3 separate regions of the Mus musculus genome follow, and all the other regions are linked to region 1. The links are chromatin contacts, called in public HiChIP or PLAC-seq maps. All regions are on one chromosome and are shown on one strand. Each heading gives the region's core, a stretch centred on a gene start, on an enhancer-like site or on the middle of the called end of the contact. The rest is flanking DNA. Distances are from core to core; before and after follow the strand shown.

The links. HiChIP or PLAC-seq counts read pairs in DNA pulled down with a chosen protein or histone mark.
Region 2: a contact with region 1 is called in a CTCF HiChIP or PLAC-seq map of the NIH/3T3 cell line, with 6 read pairs. The contact joins two enhancer-like sites. A contact is called at or near these places in 1 of 15 datasets of contacts at CTCF or cohesin (the NIH/3T3 cell line), 1 of 484 Hi-C or Micro-C datasets (cranial neural crest), 7 of 115 datasets of contacts at active chromatin or transcription factors (differentiating embryonic stem cells, embryonic basal ganglia, embryonic stem cells and 1 more) and 1 of 9 other capture datasets (embryonic stem cells).
Region 3: a contact with region 1 is called in an H3K27ac HiChIP or PLAC-seq map of differentiating embryonic stem cells, with 8 times the contacts expected there. The contact joins two enhancer-like sites. A contact is called at or near these places in 1 of 39 promoter capture datasets (trophoblast stem cells), 2 of 15 datasets of contacts at CTCF or cohesin (large pre-B cells and pro-B cells), 2 of 484 Hi-C or Micro-C datasets (embryonic stem cells and nephron progenitors), 6 of 115 datasets of contacts at active chromatin or transcription factors (differentiating embryonic stem cells, embryonic stem cells and large pre-B cells) and 2 of 9 other capture datasets (embryonic stem cells and embryonic trunk).

Annotation. Positions count from the first base shown.
Region 1 is chr12:109,956,239-109,960,954 of GRCm38.p6, forward strand. No RefSeq gene overlaps it. Among named protein-coding and RNA genes, the nearest start is that of Gm34554, 37 kb to the left of the region's middle. Within about 2 kb of position 2,298, at least 31 of the 459 cell types and tissues checked have an H3K27ac peak or open chromatin away from gene starts, as enhancers often do. A contact at or near this core is called in the NIH/3T3 cell line and differentiating embryonic stem cells, where this site is marked.
Region 2 is chr12:109,414,931-109,419,308 of GRCm38.p6, forward strand. No RefSeq gene overlaps it. Among named protein-coding and RNA genes, the nearest start is that of Dlk1, 36 kb to the right of the region's middle. Within about 2 kb of position 3,066, at least 98 of the 459 cell types and tissues checked have an H3K27ac peak or open chromatin away from gene starts, as enhancers often do. A contact at or near this core is called in the NIH/3T3 cell line, where this site is marked.
Region 3 is chr12:109,032,020-109,036,473 of GRCm38.p6, forward strand. It overlaps Begain (brain-enriched guanylate kinase-associated), which reads right to left. Exons shown (of 7, transcript NM_001163175.1): 6 at 3,309-3,392; 7 at 163-2,332. The coding sequence ends at 965. Among named protein-coding and RNA genes, the nearest start is that of Gm52002, 11 kb to the right of the region's middle. Within about 2 kb of position 1,497, at least 20 of the 459 cell types and tissues checked have an H3K27ac peak or open chromatin away from gene starts, as enhancers often do. A contact at or near this core is called in differentiating embryonic stem cells, where this site is marked.

The sequences.
Region 1 (4,716 bases), core at 1,048-3,547:
CCAGCTATGAAACAGATGCAGCTATATCCCCCGGGGCCCCATGTGGACGGACCGCCAGCCCAAGAAGCGAAGTTTACGGCTTCCTTGACCTCCATTCCCATCCCGGTTCACACCTACAACCTTCCTGACCTCGAAGGTCTTAGGACAACTCTGTCCTCCTAGGGACACACAGGAACCTCCCTTCCAGGATGGAATTTCTGACTCAGATGGTGGGATTTCAGGTCCTGGCATTTTCTTGGGGGTGACTTGGAAGCCAAGTGAAGACAGAGATGGTTCGTTGGTCATATAGCACGATGGTGGTCTGGCCTGCTCAAAGGTGGTGCTCTTTATTCCTCCAGCCCAGAACATCCACACTGAATCCATCCTCAGGTTCCAAGCGAGGTCATTGCCTCCCACGTGGAAGATTCCAGGTAAACACGGGTTGAGTTATCACCATTGACTGTGTGTCTGCTGTCCTGGCTGAACTAAGATGGAAACTGTGGGCAGCTGGGTGTTCTGCCCACCAAACTTCTCAGCAATGTGGGAAGCACCACCCCACGCCAGCCCTCCAGGCCACCCCACAGGGCAGTAAACACTGTGGCCAGACTTCTGGGCGGAAGCCACCAAGCACACAGAGGAAGCCGGCTTGTGAGGAGGCTTTGAAAATGAACTGTTCAAAACAAGACTTGGGGCCTGGAGGTGGCTGAATTGGTGACGTGCAGGCCACACAAGCTTGAGGAGCTGAATGCTGTAAGAAGCCAGGCAGTGTGTACCTGCCACCCCAGCAGAGGAAACGAGAGGATCCCGGGGGCTCACCAGCCAGCCAGGCTAGCGGACCTGGGAGCTCCAGGCCAATGAGAGACCCTTGTCTCCAAAATTAAGGTGGGAAAGTGACTGAGAAAGCATTTGACATTGACCTTTGGCCTACACACACACACACACACATACATACATACACATAAACATACAAACACATGAACACACGCATGAACACATACACACATGAATATGCACACACAAACACATGAACACACACACACACACACACACACACACACACACACGCATGAACATGCACATACATGCAAACACACAAACACATGAACACCCACACACACAGGAGAGGGTAGGGCAGCTGTACAGGCAGCATAAGGGGACAGGGACAGTGGCCTTGGTACATCCATGCTATTGCTCTTGCTGTTGCCCCTGGCTTGCTCTGAGACTCATGGGAAACAGCTCACTCAGCCTAGAAGTGAGGGAGAGTTGTGCTTCCATGTCAGAAAACCTTGGCAGCTTCAGAGTAGCTGGCAAAGCCCAGGAGACACGCGGAGGAGCTCTCTGAGGAGCTGAGGCAAAAAACAAAACAAAACAAAACAAAACAAAAAAACCCAGCTACTGATGTGTAATGACTGCGGGGCCTCCTCAGGAATGTCTCCCCTAACACCCCCTTTTGCTGCCACCTTCCCTCACATGGCTTGTTCTTCTCTCTCTCTCTCTCTCTCTCTGTGTGTGTGTGTGTGTGTCTGTGTGTGTGTGATTGTTTGCAACAGCAGACAGGTGGACACCTCCTAAGGAAAGCCACAGGCTACCCACATGTTCCACCCTGTCCCTTCTGTGTGTGCCAAGCCACAGGGCATCTCTTCTCTCTGAGCCCACCCTGCCTGGGACTGAATACTGAAGAAGACAGGGGGCAGTATCTCAGAGCCCAGATGAGCCTCCTGCCAGGTGGATCCATTGTCTCAGGCTGGGGAGCGGGGGCGTCTAGAACAGGAGCATCAGTGGGAGAGCACCAGGGACCTTGGGACAGGGTAGGGAGACTGAATGCAGATAGATGGCCACTGGGTGCTCATGCCTAAACACCTGGAACTCTCCAGGAATTTGCATACATTCTCTCCCTGCAGACTCTCAAGGGTTCAGGCATGCCCCATTCCACAGAAGAGGAGATTTGCAGAAAGCAAGAGCCCTGCCTGCAGTGAGGCCCACTGTGAGCTAAGTACAGGACACAGGAGAGTGTTAGGCATTGGCCCTAGGAGGTCTGGAATCTGCAGGGGAAGGACATGGGGGACATTGATGCAGGGGTGGGCCTCCTAAGGTCCTCGAGATTTGAGTGCCACCCAGTGTGTATGCAGAAGGGGCGTAGAGGAAGAACAGGGAAACCATTCCTAATTTTCTGTGTGTCCCTGGGTAAGTCACTACCTGTCTCAGGGCCTTGGTTTTGCCATTTGTAAAATGGGTACTGGGACTGGCTAGGATGGAAGACTTCCTGGCACTGCAGTCTAGCAAGGGGGACAGTCAGTGCAGCATAACCCATCCCAGGGCCAAAGCTGAGGCTGAGCGACCTTGATGGAATGTGGAGCACCCTCAAAGCGGCACTGGACACTGGGCTCAGTTTTGGAGATAAAGAAGTAGGCTGGGTAAATTAATCTGAGCCTGTGCGTGCGTGCGTGCGTGCGTGTGTGCGTGCGTGCGTGTGTGTGTGTGTGTGTGTGTGTGTGTGTGTGTGTGTTGGGAGAGAAAGAGATGGAGGGGGGAGTCCAGATGGGTGTGGCTCTGGACATTAGGAGAAAGCCCAGAGTCCAGCACTACCTTGATCCTCACTCACTGTGAGTAAGAGTCTGGTATGCACAGCTCCCTGCCGCAGGGCCTCTGGCGGGAGGAGGGTGGATCCCTGCCAGGTCTCCTGGCTAGCACTGCCCCCCAGTGGCCGTCCTCCGTGCCCAAGGGCCTGGGGCTAGAGTAGATGGTAAACCAATCACAGGGCTCCACTTACCACCCAGGCAGGAGCGCATTTACCCTCTGGGAAAATGAAAACATTTCTGGCCTGAGACCTCCAGACCCACGGAGTTTCGGTCAGCTTGCAAACGGACACTCCACCCTGCCTAGGGGAGAGAGGGGCCGCCTCCGGTACCATACCACCAGGAGCTCAAAGAAAATGACCAGCACCCCAAAGTCCTCCACCTGAAGATACCTCTGCTCTGCCACCAGCTCTTGGTGGCCTCTGCTAAGTCATGCCCTGGCAATAGTTCTCAGTCATTTCCTGAGGGGTGTCAGAGCTCAGAAGCAACATCTTGTGAGCTTAGCACTTCAGGGTCTGATGGTAAGGACCCAGGAGCTGTGTCAAGTGACTTCTCAGCATTCCCCCATGGAGGGACACCCTCGGGCCTCCTCTAACACTGAGGTGAACTAGAGGGGGGAACCCAAACTGAAGCCTCCAAGATTTCCAGAAGCAGGAACCCACCATGTAGCAGTGGGGGCTAAAGGCCAATTCCCACCCAATGGGGCACTTTGTCAGGATCACTGGGGATGAGGGAGTTTTGGGAGCAAAGAGCTTGGCAGTGAGAAGTGGAGGGACCCTCATGGTCAGAGATGCAACAGAGGATGGGGTCAACAGGTAGGGAGAGTTTTCAATGGCTGGTCAGAAGTCAGCCTCCTTTCTGGATTCCTGAGTGGCATGTCAGGTGTCCAGTTATATGCAACTTCCTGATAAGCAGTCATGTTTGGAACATGCTAGCACTAAACACTAGAACCCACACTAACTAGTGATCTGCATTGTTATTTGTTAGATCTGACAGCGATGCTAAGCTTATCTTTCCTTGTTGTGGGGCTTGCCTCTGCTCAGGGCAAACCTCCCTTCTCAGGTTGTTGGGTCTAAAGGGTCTGGAGAGCCCATTGCCTGGATCCTGCAGATGACCTCAGTCTGCAAGGCCATCCAAATGAGAGGGAGTGTCAGCTCAGACCCTGGCCATCTGTTGTGTGTGAGGAGCTGGCCCCTCAGGTGTTTGGTGTGGATATTCCCTTCTATTAGGTCCAAATAGGGAAGGCTTAAAGAGCACTCCGGGGTCTCTGCTTCCTTAGTGAATCTTAGATCTTACCTCCTGGGTGTTGCTCCAGGTCCTTCAGGTAACCCCATATCTCTGCCCCCCACCCCCCACCCCATGCCAACAGGAAAAAAGTCCATTTGGTGGTTACATCCTAGGGCAGCTGCCTGAGTTCGAGACCCCAGACCTGGAGTGGTGAGCCTATGCACTTGCATGCAGCCAGCACGCCCTTGGAAAGAAGATCGATGGACAGCCTCTCCTGGGGACAGAGGTGCACAGCAGGAGGGATGGTCATCTCCCTTGTCTACTGATACACTCGCAGAACCTGGTAGGCCCCGAGGCACACCCTGATGCTCTCCCTGTCTCCTAACCCCACCACGGCCTCCACAAAGAGTTCCCAGTCTAGCAGGGTATTGTCAGGTCAGGGTTGCTCATGGAGGACAAGAGAGATTGCTTCACACTCTCCTGAGGCAGGCCTTGGGCAGTGGGATTTTCCCTCACTGCTTCTAGACTCAGGGAAAGGCACAACAAGAAACCTCTGTGGCCTCTGACTTGATCAGTCTCAGGGATCAGAAGAAGAAGGGGTAGAGGGGGAACGGCATGGCAGCCAAAAGAACCCCAGGGTCACCATGAGGCCTGTGGAGCAGGCCAGAAAGCCCATGTGCATAGGAGCAGAGGGTCTTGTGGTCTTCATCACAGCTCACTGCAAAGCTCAGTCACACTACAGAAGAGATTACTCTAAGGACACATTCATGCATGAATGAAAACCTGCGTTCCATCCCTAGAACCCATTCGAAAAGTACAGCTCTGGTGGCAAACACCCTTGTAATGCCTGCCCTGGAGGAGTGAGAAAATCCCTAGGGCTCGCCAACCAGCAGCCTGACTAAATCAGTGGGCTCCATGTTCACAAGCAACATGA
Region 2 (4,378 bases), core at 1,816-4,315, 540 kb before region 1:
GGTCTGGGAAAGGGGGTGCTGTGGGGTTCTTTGAGACATGGTCCTGGCTAGACAAGGCATGTGCCTCTTGCCAGTGGCTATGCTGTCATCAGGTGGGGTTAGTCTTAGAAAGCTCTCTCTGTTGACTTTCCCTTGGGCAGTGGTATTCCTGAGACCCACACTGCTCCATTGCTCCAAACAGGGACAATACAGGATGTTGCCATCTGGTGTTGTGTGGACACTCCACAAGTGTTTCAGGTGGACCTGTCTCAACACAGGATGCCAAGGGGGCTCAAGAGAAGGGACAGGCATGAGTGTGAGGTTTCAGTTGTGTGCGAAAGCCTGCAGACCCAGGGAGATGTGGTGAGATCTGAGCTACATCTTACTTGGTATTTGAGTGAAGACCCAAGAGACCCTCCCAGAGTCAATGTTGCATGGGTGAGACCCTGAGAGACTCAGTGTTGGGTGAGATACCAAAAAGGTTCAGTGTTCTGAGAGGCACCAAGAGATTCAACATTAAGTGAATGCAACCCTCGAAAACTCCATGTTGAGTGGGTGAGACCCCCATGTTGATTAACACCCCAGGAGAGTCGATGTTGAGTGTGAGAGACCCTGAGAGACTCACTGTTGAATTAGACCTCAAAAGACTCAAGTTTGTGTAAAGGTAGGTCCTGAGAGATTCAAGGAGGTGTGTGTGCAACTTCAAGAAACTAGATGGGATGTAAGACCCAACTAAAACCCTAGAACTCCAGTGTTGTGTGGATAAGACCTCAAGACATTGCGTTCTGTGTGAGCAAGGCCCTCCACATTCAGTCACACTAGGATAAGAATTCACAGGTAAGGAATTATGATTTAAAGCTTCTATGGAGAAAGAAAATCTATCCATGATGAAGCCACACTCCCACTGTGGGCAGCCCTTCCTCTTTCTCTCCCTGGGCACTTAGGATGAGCCGACATTCAGAGAGATAGCAGAGAACTGTCAGGGACAAGGCCTGTGCATGTGGGTGCATTGCACACCTGAAATTCCCATAGCCAGTCAGTGAACTTGGCATGACAAGACTCAAAGGCAGGGAACAAATCCAGCTAGAGCTGTGAGTGCTGTGGGCCAAAGGGCAGCTCAATGAAAAGAACACAAAGTAGACGTGTCTGGCAGGGGTCGCCCACCTCGCACCTCTCCCCTTCTGTCACGATTGGCTTAACCACTTGAAGCTCCCATCCCTGTCTCAAAGGCAGAAGGAGGGAGAGCGTCACCCAGGCTGCGCTCAGACTTGTGGGTCTGGCTCAGGCTTTCCCACTGCCAGGTGTTCTCTGATCCCCTCTAGGTCCCTCCCAGAGCCTTGAAGGGACCAAACCCTATGTCCCCTGCTCTACTTGAGCCTCCTTTCTAGGCCTGTCAGAGTCAGGGCTCATGGCAAGTGAAGGAGGAGCTGTGAGCATAAGGAGGGGCTGTCCTAGCGCTACTTGGAGTCCTGGGCCTCCCAACTTACTCCCTCCATGCTGGTGGTACCACTGATCCCACTGCAACCCCTCCAAACTCTAAAACTTCTTAACCAGAAGTGGGGACATGCTGGGTTCTTCTTGCTAAATCCAGACAGCCTCCAGGTGGCAGCCATCTTCTCCTGGTCCTGGGGTCCTGACTGACTATTGTTCCTGTCTGACCATGACCTCCATGTCTTGGGTGGGCTATCATCATCCTGAGACCTTGGGGGGAAAACATGACCCAAGCTGCTGTAAAGGCCACCTTCCTGGACCTGACCCTTGGAAAGGAGAATGGATTAACCTCAAGGGAGAGCCGATTTTCTTTGTGTATGTAGCTCAGGGATGGACAGGGGGCACCAGGCAGGAATATCCTGCGTCTTCGCTTTCCCCACATCTCCAGCAATTCAGGAGAGGCCTACAAAACAATGGGAGGAGAGCCAGGCAATCCAATCCGGCCCCGGGTTTCTGCAACATTCTAAACATGATCTCAGAGGACTTAGGTGACCCCCTAGAGAATGGAGGGAGGCCAAGAAATGTCAGAGCTGGGTGTGTTGGAGTTACAGTGAGGAGGGTAAGGGACAGGTAGAGAATCCTGGAATCTGTCAACTGCAGACAAGTCTAAGCTCCTTGTCAGCTAGAAGGAATGAAGAGCTGACTCTCCCTCTTGTCCTTCTCCCCACCCTGGGGACAGGCTCCAGACAGGTGAAGACATTTTCCACTGGCCCTCCTGTGACCTTACAGCAGCTTTCCTGAATACCCCCCAGCCCTCCCCAGAAACCCCATCCTGGCTCCACATGCAGCCTTGGGGACATCTGGAGAGACGGGGTTGACCTCCCCCTCTGGTTCATACATTATTGCCTTTGTCCTCTGTCTCATCCCTGCTAAGGCCATGTCCTCTGTCTCACAGGCCCCTCTCGCTCTGGTCCCCATGCCACAGTGACAATGAGCCAGGAATGCCACTTCCTCGGGATCCAACCCTGGGCTTCAAGCTGAGGCTTCTCCTCCCTACAGTTCTGCCTGCACGCCCCTCCACGGCCAGGCGGCCTCACCTTACTAGGCCCACGTGGCCTGTTTTCCCTGGGTGTCCCTCATGTGGGAGCTGTCTCTCTCCACAAGACCCCACGGCCAGTCTAGGTCTAGGCAGGGCTCCACTGGGAGCCCCAGGGAGGGGGGCGATCAGCAAAGGGCTGTGAGCACATGAAGGAATGAGAGCACGTGAATCCAGGAAGGAGGGGACTATGGCGCCTCAAAGGGTGTGGGCTGCTCTCCCCTCTCCTCTTGGAGACAACACTGCTCTGTGTGCAATCTGCTTTCCAGGCCCCTCTCCCCCTTCAGAGCAGAAGGCCAATGGGGCCTCCCTCCCCAACGTGCACCAAGGCCAAAGCTCTGGGCGTCTACCTTGCCTGCTGTCAGCGTGGGCATGACTTATGTGGCTGCTTGGCCCCTGCTCCTCCGGTATGGGGGGATTAATCACCCTGTCTCTGGAGGGGGGGCGGTGATGTTGGGCCAGAGAAACAAGGAAGGGGCTGCCTGTGTGCGTGGTGAGGCACTGAGCAAACCTTGAAACGGATGGAATGGCTGCAGGCAGGGGCCCTGGGCCCCCAGGAGGCCCCTCCGCCCCCTTGGCAGAGCAGACTGCATCAATATTCCACAGGCAGGGCTGGTGAGGCCCTGACTGACTCACACTGGCTGACTAATCTGAAAGTAAGCTGTTTCTACTGCAAGTGGGAAGCTCAGGGAATCTTAAAAACCAAGGGATGGAGCCCTGACTCGCGTTCTAGAATTTTCCTCTTGCTAGGGAGCTGCTCAGCCCCTGCTTGTGTCACATCTTTGGATTGTCCCTCTGTCATGTATCCCTGGGGAAACCGTGGCCAAACTTGGACTGGGGGGGGGGGGCTGCTGGACCCTATTAAATCAAATTCATAGAGCAATGGGGACAACAAGACAAGCAAGACAGTCCCCAAAGGATGTTCCCACAAGCGACACTCAGTGGCACATGACACAGGCCTGGGAGACAGGTCTGTGAGCCAGGATAGGCATGAAGTCTTCTCTAAGTGTGGTAAGCTGCAGGCATTGTTCCTTCTAGGCCCAGGACTCACTGTGTAAAGGGCAGGGCTAGCTCTCAAGCTACAGAGGGGGTGATCCAGAGGCACAGAGAGTGGAGGTAATGCACACAAGGCCACACAGCTGCTAAGGGTAGGTAGAATGGAGACTGGAATTCAGGGTGTTTGCTGCCACCACCATCAGCTTTCCCAGTCTAGCTCACCACACCCCACATTAAAGAGAGGTGTGGAACAAGGTCTTTCAGGCTTGAGCCGGTAATGCTGTGTGCACGCGTGCCCATGAATGTTCACGTGTGTTTGAGTGCCTGGGTGTGCGTCTTATGTGAAGGTCGGAGGTGGAGCTCAGTGACATTTCTCACTGTCTGTGTAAATACCGTCTCAGTGTCTGTGAGGTGCTGCCTGTCCACTTTGAGGTGTAAGATAGGGATCTCTTACTCAGCCTGAAGATGTCTCATTAAGACTAAGCTATGTGGCTGCTGAGCATCATCTCCTGGGCCCCGGAATGACAAGCATGCACTGATGGCTTTTAAATAAAGATTTATTCATTTTCATGGCGTCTTGGGTAGCTCACTCAAGTGAAAGGTGCCTCCAGGCCCTAAGGTGACAGTTTCCCTCTACTCTTGGCCACAGAATGAGAAGGTGGGGTAGGGAAGCTGAGACTCTTCAGACGTAAGTTCATAGGCTATGGAGGCCAGTGTCTTTCACCCACTGCAAATCGTTGGCAAACCAAGGTGACTGTGCCTCAGTTTACCCCAGAACGTGGGAATCCTAATAACAGCAGCTACTGTTTTGTTTATTTTTATTGCTTTTTTTTTTTTTCTGCACATGTTTACGAGGGTGCCTGCATGTGTGGAACC
Region 3 (4,454 bases), core at 247-2,746, 930 kb before region 1:
GCTGTGTAGACCCCTGCAGGGTGAGTCACAAGTAGAGAGACACAGCAGTGCCATCAGAGGACAGTGTTGGTGGCTCTGCCAACAGGGTCCAGTGAGGGACACCAAGGCCCCTTCTTCAGTACTGGTTAATGATGCCCGGAAAGAAACAATGCAAACCTGGGCTCTTTCCACTGCTGTCCTTTATTAAGGAGTTCGAGATACAGTACTAAGAGACTGGCATGCATCACAGAAGACAGGTTCACAGGGGTGGGAGGAGGGAGGAGCCTCATGTCTGAGGTAGAGTCAGGTGGTGTCGGGAGGGGAAGGGGAGGAACGAGCACCGGCTGTTCTGGGGGTGTCCCTGGCCTCTCTTGGGCCCACAGGCCGGGCCATGGAAAAGCTCAGGGTGGATCAGGGCGGAGTGCTGGCTGCACTGTGAGACGAGAGCAGAAGACATTTTCTGCGCCCTAAGTGGCTTTGGTTCCCCTCCTCAGTGTACAGAACTTCCCACTTGTTCCCTTGTTTCTGGCTTCTCCCCTCTTGTGGAGACTGGTCCCTCTAGGGTCCCAGCCTCCCCTTCCCTGGGGCAGGCCCCATGCACCCTCACTGGAAATGAAGGACCTTCATGTGGGGTTTGCCAAGGCTGCCACCCAGAATCTAGCGGCAAGTGCGTGAAGAAACACTCTCTTTCCCTAAAAAAATAGCTTCACTTACAAAACAGGGGATGCTCACTTCAGGGAAGGGTGCAGAGCAGAAATATTCGGGGTTTGTAGCAGAGGCTGGGGGGTCTGTAGCAGAGGCTGGGGTGGACAAGACGACGCGCCAGAGGGGGTCTCTTCAGGTTCTACTGGGGTGGTAGTAGGAGGGTCAGGCGAAACTGGAACTGGACTTCCTTGGCAGGGGTTGGGACGAGGGGGTGGGGTTAGCTACTCCCTATATGGGGCAGGGTGGTAGGGAGCGCCTGACTGCAGTCTGCTGATAGCAGTCAGTTGAGCAGGGTACCGTAGAGCTGGGCTTTAGTGAGACTGTCCTTACGGCTCAGCCCAGAGCCTCCAGTCCTTGGGAAGGCCTGCTGGGGGCTGAGGCGAGTGGGAGGGTGCATTTCAGGAGAGGCCTCCATGGAGCTAGGCTCCAGGGACTCGCGGGAGCCATGCTCGGGCTCCGGGCTACTGCCAGCCCCACACAGCTGCACCCTGAGCCTATCTCCATCCCCATCACTGGCTGCATAGCCAGCGAGCGCATCAGCCGAACGACTGGGACTGAGGCTCAGATCGCCACCTGCTCGGAGGAAGCAGGGCTCGGCCAGATGACCCTGAGACAGGTCATCGCCCTCCGAGAAACTATCGGCCTTGTAGGTGGCATAGAGGGGACTGGCACGGCCCTCGGCCTTGTCGCCGGGGCTGCCGCCGCCAGCGGCGCCCCCGCCGCCGCCGCCGCCGTAGTAACGTTCCGAGTAGTTGCAGGGCGAGGCAGCGCGGCCGGCAGCGGCGCCGGCCTGGTAGGAGTAGGCGCCCACATCCTCCACGCTCACGGGCCGCCACTGGCCTCGAATGTCCTCCCCGGCAAGCCGGTTCCCGCTCGGCTTGGCCCGCAGGCTCCACAGGTTTGGAGGCATGAGAGCCTGCTGGGGGCCGGGGGAGGCCGGGTAGCGGTAGGGCTCGGCCGGGTACGGAGACACAGTCCGAGCAAAGCCTGGGGCGACCTGGGCCTCCAGCGGGGAGCCCAGGGTGGACGCGGCCTTGGCGAAGCGAGGGCCGCTGCCGTAGGTGGCGGAGGGCTTGCGGTTGAAGAACTCGTCGCGGCTGCTCAGGTAGATGGCCTGCTGCGAGGCGGTCAGCGTGCCGGCCTGCGCGTGCTCCTTCTCCTCGGACGTGGCGCTGAAGCTGGAGTAGGAGCTGGAGGTGGGCAGCGAGGCCGCGTAGCCCTGGTAGGCCTCCCGACGGTAGGCCTCCGGGAAGGCCGCCGCCTCGGCCTCTTCCTCCTCCTCCGCCGCGCTGTCGGTGGAATTCTGCGCCCGCAGGAAGCCCACGTCGGTCACCGGCGTGTCCACGCTGGGTCGCCGGGCGTGCTCCCGCTCGTCGGGGCAGTAGAGAGCTGGGTCGCTGCAGTAGATGTCTCCCTTGTACGGGGGCCGCGGGCCCGACTTCTCCACTCCGTCGCGGTAGCCCAGGTCGCGGGCCGAGGCATCCGACATGCGCGAGGACAGGCTGCCCGGGTCCGGCTTCTCCAGCACTTTGGCGATGACGCAGGTGGGCACGCTGTCGGCGTAGGCCGGATGGCACAGTGCGGACGGCAGGCTGCAGCCATGCTTCTCCATGTGCAGGCTCACGCGCTGTTGGAAGTCCGAGGGCAGCTGGAACGGGCGTGAGGAGGAGAGGAGAATGGGGACAGGTCATAGCAAAGGGGCCCAACCCTGGCCCCGAGGCCAGGGCTACACCAGCATCGCCGACAGAGACGGACAGACAGACAGACAGACAACAGGCCTCCCTAGGTGTCTCACCTCACACCAGCGGGAACAAACTTAACCCCCAAGGACGAAGATGTCCCCAGCACCTGTACCCGTCCTACCCCAAGGGGCCCAACAGTCTAGAGAAGCTGGACCCTAGCTAGGCTCCAGACCAGCACCCTTTCTGGGTCCTGCCTAGGGAGGGGGTGACTTGTTTCTGCCAGATGACAGTGTGGGACCTCCTCCCCCATGCATTGCTGAACAAGACAGACTCAGAAAACAGATGCAACAAAGATTGAGCGGCCAGTGCTAGGCCAAGGGTCTCCACGGAGTGCCTGTGGCAGGTAGGGGGTGTCCCGCTACTGTTTGATCTATTTTGTGAGTGTCGAAGGTTTGGCCTGGCCTAGGGAACAGGGTCGTGGAAAGTGGTCTAGGTAGGATATTCCTTGTGCATGTGTGGTGGGAGAAACAGTCTGGCCAGAATGGTCACAGATGGGCAGGGTGGGCTCTGTCTAGTTTAGTTGGATACCAGGCAGCCTAGACTTGGACTCTGTGCCTTCAATAAGGCCTGTCCTTCATGTCGGTTTCATGTCTCTAATCGTGACCAGGCCCCATGGTGGCTTGGTGGGGCGCACACATGGGGTAACCCTCAAATGAAACAGCTGTGTGTAGCCCAAGGGTGGGTCTGGGAAGTGTGGAATGGGGGGGGGGGCTCCTTTCACCATCAGGAAGCCGGGACCCAGGTGCACGAGGGACGAGGGTTCAGGCTCACCGGGTAGCTTCTTCCTGGAGGGTGGGGAGAGGCTTCGGGGTGGGGTGGCCCCAAAGGAGCCGGGTGGTCCTGGGACGGGGCGGGCCTGGCTGTGGGGCGGGGCCACGTTACCTCGGACACCTTATGGACCCTGCCGTAGGTCTGGCTGCACTGCAGCAGCTGGGCCGCTAGATTGCAGTCCTTCCTATAGAGCTCCTGGAAGACAAGAGACGGTGTTTGGCGCAGCTGCCCTGGCCGGTGCCCAGAGTCAGCAGGGCAATGGGAATGGAGAACAGAACAGAACAGGCAGGGTGGCTGGTCGTGGTTGATCCCTGCCTGGGCTCCACACTGTCACTGCTTTGACCTGCTGGTGCGTGGAGGATGCCCAGTCAACACCAGGCCCTCCACAGGCTGGGGCAACAACAGGTGGGCCCCCCATCAGCTCTGAGCTCCCAGAAGTTAGCAGGTTGGTCTACCAGGTCTGGGGTTCCTATTCCTGTAGCTCCTGGAATCCAAAGATGACTCGGTGGGAGTTCTGGGCACAAGTCAGGGACAGTGATGAACCCCAGCCCCCTCCCATCTTAGTCTCCTGTTTGTGGTATTGACTGGCCTCGGGGCTGGTTTGCCAAGCAGTGCTGGGGTCAGGGCAGGTATGTGACCCCATGTGCAAGTGGGAGCCTGCTCAGCCTCGTGAGCTGAAAACAGATGCAAACAGTAGGAATGAGGGGTGTTTCCCCTTTGGAAAGAAATCTCTGTTGCATGTGCCTGTGGTGGACTGTTTCTTGCTGCTCTCCATAAACTACAGCTGGCCTAGCATGCACCTGCATTGCCCAAAGAGCCAAGGACACTGCCTCAGCTCCACTCAGCTGGGACCAGTGTCCCGAGCTGCCCTCTCCCAGCCCACCTTCGCACCAGCCTGCATGAGGGAGGGAAACTGGGTCTTCTAGACCCTCTCAACTCCTCCCTGAACTTCCTAGGAACAGAGTTACAAGTCAGCCCCTATAAGATCCCACAGCAGCTGTCATGAGAACCAGAAGGCTGCAGGCACTGAACAGCCAGCCCAGGTCGGCTTAGGGCATGCCACCTGGAGAAGCAGGAGACCTTGGACAGTCACAGCACACAAGAGCTAGGCTTGAGCTGTCTCCTGCTTGGGACCTCCCTGCCCCAGGAAGGGCCACCAGGCCTCTGAGTGCCAAGTCTCCAAATCCTAAGCAATATACTAGTGAGACTAACAGAAACCACAGCTGGCACACTTGGGCACTTGGCACTTCTAGCACA